2 separate regions of the Sorghum bicolor genome follow, and region 2 is linked to region 1. A link is a contact called in public HiCAR-type data. All regions are on one chromosome and are shown on one strand. The core of a region is the stretch at or near the end of the contact, and the rest is flanking DNA. Distances in the headings are between cores, read along the strand shown. Region 1 holds the start of LOC8080053. Region 2 holds the start of LOC8080054.

What was found. HiCAR-type assays count read pairs that join an accessible place to other places.
Region 2: a HiCAR-type map of leaf shows a contact between it and region 1, with 2.8 times the contacts expected there. The contact joins the promoter of LOC8080054 here to the promoter of LOC8080053 in region 1. A contact is called at or near these places in 1 of 4 Hi-C or Micro-C datasets (leaf) and 1 of 1 datasets of contacts at active chromatin or transcription factors (leaf).

What each region holds. Positions count from the first base shown.
Region 1 is chr10:7,644,309-7,648,972 of Sorghum_bicolor_NCBIv3, reverse strand. It overlaps LOC8080053, which reads right to left and starts at 2,448. Exons shown (of 1, transcript XM_021448905.1): 1 at 1,514-2,448. The coding sequence starts at 2,118. The coding sequence ends at 1,858.
Region 2 is chr10:7,686,625-7,691,288 of Sorghum_bicolor_NCBIv3, reverse strand. It overlaps LOC8080054, which reads left to right and starts at 2,664. Exons shown (of 3, transcript XM_021448935.1): 1 at 2,664-3,184; 2 at 3,551-3,788; 3 at 4,283-4,664. The coding sequence starts at 2,755. The coding sequence ends at 3,642. LOC110431345 (a long non-coding RNA gene) reads left to right here. Exons shown (of 4, transcript XR_002448841.1): 4 at 338-1,576.

The DNA.
Region 1 (4,664 bases), core at 1,199-3,698:
TGCTGACGATGGTCCAAGATCTGAATGCCCATGCGGCTGTTGTTGGGCTTTGCAATTTTTTTTAGCTTTGCTACCCGGCGGTGCTTGGCGGCTCCAGTAATGGATCCGTGCTTTGCTTAAGTGGCAGTCCACTCCTATCCTTGTGATTCATGGCGAGGCAGTTCCTTCGTGCGTCTGTTCATGAGCAGGAGCTCCACGGCGGAGTGGAGGATCGTCCAGGCGGTCTCCATCGTCACTATGCTCCCACTCCATCTTGACTATTTGGGAGCTGTTAATGTGTTTCTAAATGAATTTGTGGATGGATTTGATGTAGAGGATGCTGATTTCATCCAGTCATTTTAATCACTGCAGAAAATGATTGTAATATAATTATGTCACTACCAGCACTCGGCAAAGCCCATATTGCACTCGAGTGCCACACTCGGCAAAGGGCACTCGGCAAAAACTCTGGGCAAAATCGTCTTTGCGGAGTGTCATTTTCAATTAAAGATGCAGTTTTGCATGACAAGATGAATTCAAATGAAAAGGTTGATAAATACAAAATTTCATAACTTATCAAGATCTACAGAGTTTATTTTAGTTGTTTTGTCATTTGTTCATCCGATATAGTGATTCTAATATTTTTTATGAATCTTATATATCTCTCTTATAGTTTCATAAACTATAAGAGAAATGTTTAATTTATGAACACATTTATTTTGAATTTGTCAAATGAAAAAATGACTAAAATAAATGTTGTAGATCTTGATAAGTTATACAACATTGTAGTTAAAAACTTTTTGATTTGAATTCATTTAGAGTTTCAAAATTCAATTTGAAATTTTCTTTGCAAAGTGTTTTTTTTTACACTCGGCAAAGAAGGTCTTTGCTGATTGTAAAAAAAACACTAGGCAAAGAAGGTCTTTACCGAGTGTTTTTTTTCTATGTGTTTTTTGGCATCGGCAAAGTATTTAACACTCGGCACAGACCCGAATTCCGATAGTGTGTGCAAAAGTGATGATTTTGTAGTTACTACTAAAATTAGATGTTCTGATTTTAGTGAGAAGAAATTTTACTACATGTACGCCAAGCTACAGTAAAAAACTCTTTTTACTATATGAAAAATTATTACTAAGTGAAAGCCAAATTTGATATTGTTAGTAATAAAAAATTTACCTCGCCAGCGACCCGATATGTTTGTGATTTGCACAGACAAATTTAACCACTCACATACTAGAAGGTAATTATTTTCTTAACAAAATAATACTAATAGTAATAAAAAATAATCTCAATATCGATCCAGCACGCTAATCTTTAGCATAGGCAAATTTACAGCTTGCATGGTAGGAGAGAATTATTTTCTTAAGAATATAATACTATTAGTAATAAAAAATTTACATGGCCGACGACCAGACACGCCGGTGGTTTGCGCACGAAAATTTAACCACTCACATATTAGGCTGTAATTATTTGCTTAACAAGTAATAAAAAATAGTCTGAATCTTTAGCACATGCACATTTACGACTCACATGCTAGGAGAGAATTATATGCTTAACAGTTTGATATATATATATATATACAGGAAAATGGAAAAATAAACTTAGGAAAATATACAGACAAAAGCAGGGATCATCGACTAAGCTGCCTACCACTGGATATAAAACATAAAGATAATAAATAGACCAGCCTTTCCCCAAATCAAGCAAGCAAAGCTTAGATGCACCGGTTTAGCACAAATAAGCTAGCCAAAAACATGATGAAGCGAATAATAAGGCTCACCGATGGATCCATGTACAAAAGTTGGATTATATTACTACAAGCTGAACCATATAGAAAACCCGGTCCAGATCGACTCCGGAGTCCGGACACACTATATATCATCCCCTGCGCCTCGTGGATCGCGACCGCGACGACGGCGAGGAGGTGTTGTTGCTGCTGGCCGCCATGGACGCCACGGCCTTGGCCCACACCAGGAGCTCCCGCTTCATCCGCTTCTCGTCGCCCCAGATCATCGGATCCACCGGCCGGTCCTTCTCCGTGGTAAGGAAGAACACCGGCGGGGTGCCCGACACCTCGCCGCCGCCGCCGCCCGCTGCCAAGAACAGCGGCCGTAGCACCGTCTCCGCTTCCAGAGCCATCGATGATCCTCCGCCGGCGCCTCCGCACACGCACCACAACCTTCTCAAGGCCTCGATCGAGAGCTACCTCCAACTCGATCGTGAGCACAGTGTGCTAGCTAGCTAGCTGTGGCTGTTTCTGTGTGTGCTCTGCTCCCGGATAAGAACGCAGTGACGACGACGCGATAATCGTCGTTTATATATAAGGAGGAAGGAGTCTAGGAGGGCTTGTGTGCGAGAGAAGGATATTGGCACGAGGAACTCGCTGTGCGCCGTCGTCGTCGTCGGGTACTCCCCTCGGGCCTCGGGTGGTGTCAGTTTTATACACGGGCGGGGCGGGCGCGCAGCTGCAGCTGCAGCATGCACACATGCGCTCCCGGGCGGCTCGCGTAATATCTGGAAGGGTGAGCGCGGAGCATATGGGGCAGCGAGTGATGCGGAGCGCGCCGCGTCTGCCGGGGAAGCTCAGATATGGTTGAGCCGTCGCGGTCCGGCCGCCGGTCTCTGGGGCGGCGCGCGCGCGGAACGTGAGACAGACGACGGGCATGGCCGCTTGTGTGCTCGGACAGCGGCCGGCCGCGCGCTAGGCATCATCCTAGCTGGAAAACGAGGCGCAAAAGCGAGAACGTGCCGGTATCTCTACGTGCTGCGAAGGATGGCACACTACGACGCGACAGTTTCTGGCCAAAAGGGTTGAGATTTTTCTCTCTGTATAGTGGTATATGATCAACGTTGTGGGTTGCGGGCCAGGATAGGAGTATATCGAGACGTGGTATCCATATCCGGTCGTTCTCAGGATCTCGAATAATGATCACACCGGGATACTGTATCCACACAGTACGTTTATGCACTGTGTATATATCATCCTATACCTGCTGCCTTTACATGTAAAGACATGGATAGGAGTACGTACGTACGTACGTACGTGCTTACGTATCGGATGAGCAAACACTAGGATACACTAGACACCAAAAAAACGAAAGTTTCTTGAGGATCAAAAACCACCAAGTAAAATATGAAAACCACCAAGAAAATGTTTATTTCTTGAGGGGCAACCCCGCCAAGCAAAAGCCACCAAGTATAGTAGAGAAACTTAGTTTCCTTGGCGGTTCACCCCACGGGTGAATTTCTTGGTGATTCAGCTGTGTCCAAAATTTAAAGCCTCGCGTGTTATTTCTTTACCGCTGCAAAGTCACCTGTGATCTGACTTCGTGGCTGATAAATCTCTTTTGTGGTATTCACTAGAGTAGTTTGTGATGCATATTTAAAATCCTAAAGAAATTCATACGAAAAAAAAGTTTGAACTGGAAAGTTTGAGATTTCTTTGAATACTATAACTTCGTTGTTGGTTATTTCATCGTCGCCTGAGGTCATTAGAAAAAATTATAAAAATATTAATTTTTAAATAATAATTTAATTTGGCGGTTTAAAATAGCACTCAAGGAAAATGATTGTTTTTCTTGGAAGTTAACAAATAACACTCAAGAAAAAATTACATATATAAACTAGTACAAAATCGATTTCGTTGACAGTTGCGGTTTTTTTTCACTAGCGAAACATAACGTGAAGGCGCTAGTAGAAATGAAATTCTAAGCCTATGGCTATGAACCGAGAGTGTGAATTATTCTAGTTGTTTTCTTAACCTAGTGTTACTAAATAATTTATTTATTTTTTTAAATTTTCAAATGATCTTAGATGGAGAAATGGTTTGAATGAAAGTTGTACTATTCAAAGAGAGATCAATTTACAACGTTATAGTTTACTACTTTTTTATTTGAAATTATTTAGGACTTCAAAATTATGTTTTAAGATCAATTATTTTAAACTTCATATTTTTAATTCTTTAAATGATCTCACATGAAAAACGATCAAAAGCAAAGTTGTTTTTTTAAAAAAAATCTGTAGGGGTTTGCACCCATACAGTAAATGAATAAATGATGCAAAAGTCATGGTTACAATTACAGACAGTTTAAACAAAGACAAAAATCAAGGAAGCCAAATTAGGAGACCTTAAACGAAAAAAAGAAGAGCAGTAGGAGAACTTCCAACAAGCTTGCTAGTTTAGATTTGCAATCCATTGTTCTATCATGGGAAAATAGCTCCTTTTTGCTCTCAAAATCAGCAGTTTGAAATCTTCCTTGAAGTGTCTTTTAGCCATTTGAATTGACGGGTTAATTTGCTTGAATATCAAGTCGTTTCTTGACTTCCAAATAGTCCAGGCCAGTAATATGATGATTTTCATAAAAAATGGGACCCTTAACTGATCTTTGATGGACTGCAAAGTCTCAAATGGATCTAAATTCAGATCAATCTGAACATCAATGAGACCCCAGCATTGCTGAGCAAAGGGGCACTCTAGTAAAAGATGAGATAAGGACTCTTCAGATGAGGTGTTGCAAAGTACACAGTTGTAATCTGTTAGATGCATATTCTTCCTTTTTAGCAGCTCTCTTGTGCTAACTCTGTCCCTTAGTACCAGCCAAAAAAATACTTTGTGTTTGCACTGACAAGAAGAGCCCTAGATCCAATGGAATGCCGGATGTACTTGTTGATTTCCACTGAGGTGT
Region 2 (4,664 bases), core at 1,415-3,914, 42 kb before region 1:
TGCAGTACTCCTATCAATGAATAGACTATGTTTACTTTGTTAGATGGAGAATGGTTATGTTTCGAAAACAAATATTACACTGAGGGATTGCTTGCACAATCTTGCAGCCAACTCTAGAGACTAACTGCCTAAATATATATATATCATGAACCGTTGTCCATATGTGAAGGTACGAGTATTGGAACTATATTATCAACTATATTGGGAAAAAATGACGAGTGAGAAGATCCCATAAATTGGCTACATAGAAATGATAATTATGTGCCACGACCTAGAGGCCCATATGCGGTCATCTCTAGTCCATTGCCTACTTTCACTATTTTAAAAATATTTGTAGAAGTTCATTTACCTGAGCGGCGCTACAACCATGGATGTCACAAACAATAAAGATGAATTTGATCATAAACTATTTGAACCAACACATGATGATTGGGACGCTGATGAAGATACCAAGCGGACATGGATTGCACAACGAAAACTTATATGGTCGATAAATATGTACAAGGTACTACAGCAACATTTATAAGTCATGTTACAAATCCAGCTTAAATAAATATGTATTTGCATAGAGCATATTTATGTATTAATTAAATTAATATCATCTCTACAATATCTCGCCAACAGATCATGATTGTGTGCTTTCAGAGGGCCCAGCTGCAATAATGTATATTCATACCACTTTATCAGTCCTCATGTGAATATATATTGTTAAACGTGTGCTTCATACTTTCATTTTAGGCATCTTGGTAAACCATTTTATTTTTATGGATTAATACTTAATGATTTATCGTTTGCACTCTGTAACTTCAAGTGAATTTTCTTGTACCAAGATCCCCGATACTCATGCCGTCTACTAGCCTAACAACTATTTTTTTATCAAACCTATTAAGTAAAGCTTTTCTGTGATTCTAATCAAATTTACACATTCGAGTTGATTTCATATTAAAACAGTAAAATATATTATTTTATTATCTTTTAACCTTGTTGTTGTTTGGTTAATTGCCCAAAGTAGCTTGTGTTTGCAAACACGGAAGAAGTTTTATTAATTCCCTAAAGATCTCTAAGTCATAATTTAGGACTTAGATAGAACGTAACTTAGATGGTTAATACTATAAATAACTTTACCATTCATTCTTATGCAAAAGTGTTTTCAGACTGTATACATGTTCAAATACAATTATGTAAAATTTAAAATATGGAACAAAATGATTGGTTGTTTTTATGTGTATCCTTGAGATAAAACCGTGATGTTAGCACGAGTATTATATGATAAGCTACGCATGAAGCTGAAGCTGAGCGGTTAGAGCATCTCCAAAAGTTTGCTAAAACACTTGCTATCTCACAAATTTTGGCAAATCCATGATAAAAACTCTCTCCGACAGTTTGCTAACACATGTTTACCAAAAATCTGGAGTTGCCATCCTCCCTATCCGCGCGCGGACTTCTACACGCGCGGACTCGTCGCGTATCTCGTTCCCGGCGCCGTTCGTTGCCGCGAGCTGCTGCCGTGCTGCTGCCGCTGAGGCCTTGTTCAGTTTGCAAAAAAATTTGGGTTTGGGTACTGTAGCATTTTCGTTTGTTTGTGGCAAATATTGTCCAATCATAAACTAACTAGGTTTAAAAGATTCTTCTCGCAATTTACAGGTAAACTGTGTAATTAGTTTTTATTTTTATCCATATTTAATGCTTCATGCATGTGTCGTAAGATTCGATGTGACGGGGAATCTTGAAAATTTTTGGTAGTTTTTGGGAACTAAACAAGCTGCTGAGGTGCTATGATAGATTCAAAGGCCTTGTTTAGTTTCTAAAAATTTTCAAGATTCTCCATCATATCGAATCTTACGGCTCATGTATGATGCATTAAATATATATGAAAACAAAAACTAATTGCACAGTTCATATGTAAATCGCGAGACGAATTTTTTAAGTCCAGTTACTCTATAATTGGACAATGTTTGTCAAATAAAAACAAAAATGCTACAGTGTCAAAATCTAAAAACTTTTGCGAACTGAACAAGGTGAAAGAGTGTCCAAAGTGTTCGAAAGCTAAATAAAATCTGCTACGCACGGAGGCGACGTCTAGGCGTCAGGCACGGGCCACAGATAGATGAGCGTTGGTAGTTGGGGTGTGGGCTTTTTTTTTATTTGGCAAGTCTAAATGGCAAACTATTAGAGATAGTAATTTTTTTTCACTTGCCAAATCTTTTACCAAGTTGCCAAAACTCAAAATATAGCAAATAAATTTTAGCAAACTGTTAAAGATGCTCGGCCAAGTTTTGAATATCAATCGGTCTCTCGGTAAGAGAAGAAAAAATGCCTTAAAAGACTGGATTGGGCTTGAAATGTGGTGACAGGCATGGGTTAGTGGGCCAGGCTGATAGCCGTAGAGAAAAAGCCCATCATCGCCAAATAAAGAAGATGCCCCGTGGGTGATTGATAGATGGTTTGTCGTGATTAGGGATGAAAACGAATTAGATATGGACGGATATCAAATTTGCTTTTATATTTATAGTTGGATTCGGATTTGAATACGGATAATATCAATCATGTCGGATAAGATATAATTGGATGTCGACATCATAAATATATAATTTAAGTATTCGAATACGGATACGATATGGGATGTTGAATATTCGGACTCGGATATGGACATATAAACGAATTCGGTCTCGATATTCGATCTACTCGTGATTGATCGGGGGCCCGGCCGCGCTTACAAATCTAGATCCGGCTTGTTCGGAGACTGCGGCGGCGATGGCGGTGGAGGCGGCGGCGGCGTGGTATGAAGAGTTGCGACAGCTCGAGTACCTCGAGGAATCCATGCATAAGAAGCTACGGTCCATCTCCAGGAGGCTGATGATGGCCAAGGATTTGTCCGAGGCGGAGGCGGCCAAGCTCAAGGAAGAGCAAGCGTTGTTGCGAAAGCAGGTTGGGCGGTTCGGCCCTGATGTGTCGCGGAGGCCAGATTTCTCATGCATGACCGAGGCCGAGCGAGCGGCGGCGGCGGAGAGGCTGAGGAACGACGAGCTTCACTATGCGCGCCGCCTTATGCAAGAGGGCAACTCCAGGGGTCAGGCGATGGAGGCCTTTGCTCGCTTCGTCGACTTCGATCCCAAGCAGGGGGGCCGCTACTACAGCCGATGCAGCCGCGGCGGCCTCTCCAACCTCGACCTCGACGAGGAGTGTAAGTCGCTTGCCTGCCCGCGGCCCTTGTTCCCTTCCATCCTTTCGCATGTACCCATTGCAGTTCAATCCTCCACCTGCGCATCCTACCATCTACGACAGATTGATTGATTAATTCTGCAACTTGTATTTATTTATTTATTTTATTATAATATATATATGTGTAACAATGTGCTGAGTTGATTTGATTCCACATGCTAGAATTTGTTTCCATATGTGTAACAATGTTTGGGTTTTTGATTCCACAGATTGATTAATTCTGCAACTAGCTAGTATCTATTAGTTTGTACCAATCTTCAATTCAATCCAATTAAGCATCTATGACTGATGATCTAGCATTTCCTTTGTATTTCCACATGCATGACAGCACCCATTGGTCCGATGAAGCTTATCGATTCCCCCTACAGAAAAGAGAGCGACTTTGGTTGGCTGTGTACGGCTGTAAACTTACGGCTGTAAACTTCCTGTCTGTCAAGATAGCCTCTTCGGATGTCGGCTTCCCAATCCATGTCTACGGCACTATCATTGTCAGGGACAGCATCGATGTGAGGTTTGTTTATCACTTCCGCCGCGACAGCAACAATTGCCAACTCATCAATTCCGAGGTACAAGTACAACCAACATTCACCATCTCCTTTTCTAGCTATAGTTTGTGCATGCATTAGTGCCTTGTTTTCCACTCATATATAGTACTGGCCTGACCTGACCTGACCTGTAACCAATTCCTGTTTCGCATGCTGCACAGTGTAACCAGGACTGTTTAGGGGCACCCTAATGCTTCCTTTCTAATAAAAATCCATTCTTTCAGAAAGACACATATGCTTCTTGTTACACGTTTGTGTTTTAACGCTGCTTACACAAATAGTGATTATATATAGCACTGTTGCATCTAGAGGATGAATCCACACATCTTGCTTCGGATCCACACCATTGACATTTATTTTCATCAGCTAGCTAGCTAGCTTTATACGTACCCAAGCAGCATAATAATAATTACATATATATACCATGGCTATAATTTCTTTTCAGCGCTATTTATTTGTAGACATAATTAATGTGTTACTAACGTATCCACCGTAATAAATAAACCTTGCTGTAGGCTGAATCATTGATCTTGACTGGGCCGAAACGTGGTCTCGCATTGTGTGGAGATATGTATGTGGAGACTGATCTCAAGATGAAGGATGATCTAATACAGGACAGAGAACTTAGCAAAGGAGTCATAAGCATCAGGAGCGCATCAACTGGTCCATCGGTGACGGGATACACGTTTCAGACCAAATCTCTTGCTACCAGGCTCAGTACTGTGGATGTGAGTTATACAGTTGTGGATCGTGCACTGGAGGGAACTATTGCAGTTGAAGTTCTGCAGGGTGGCTTTCATGGCAAAATCGCTGCCTACACTGCCGACATGAAGTACATGCTTGTGCTTTATGATAGCGAAGAGGCTGATGCGATGACTGTTGACGATTATGGACTTC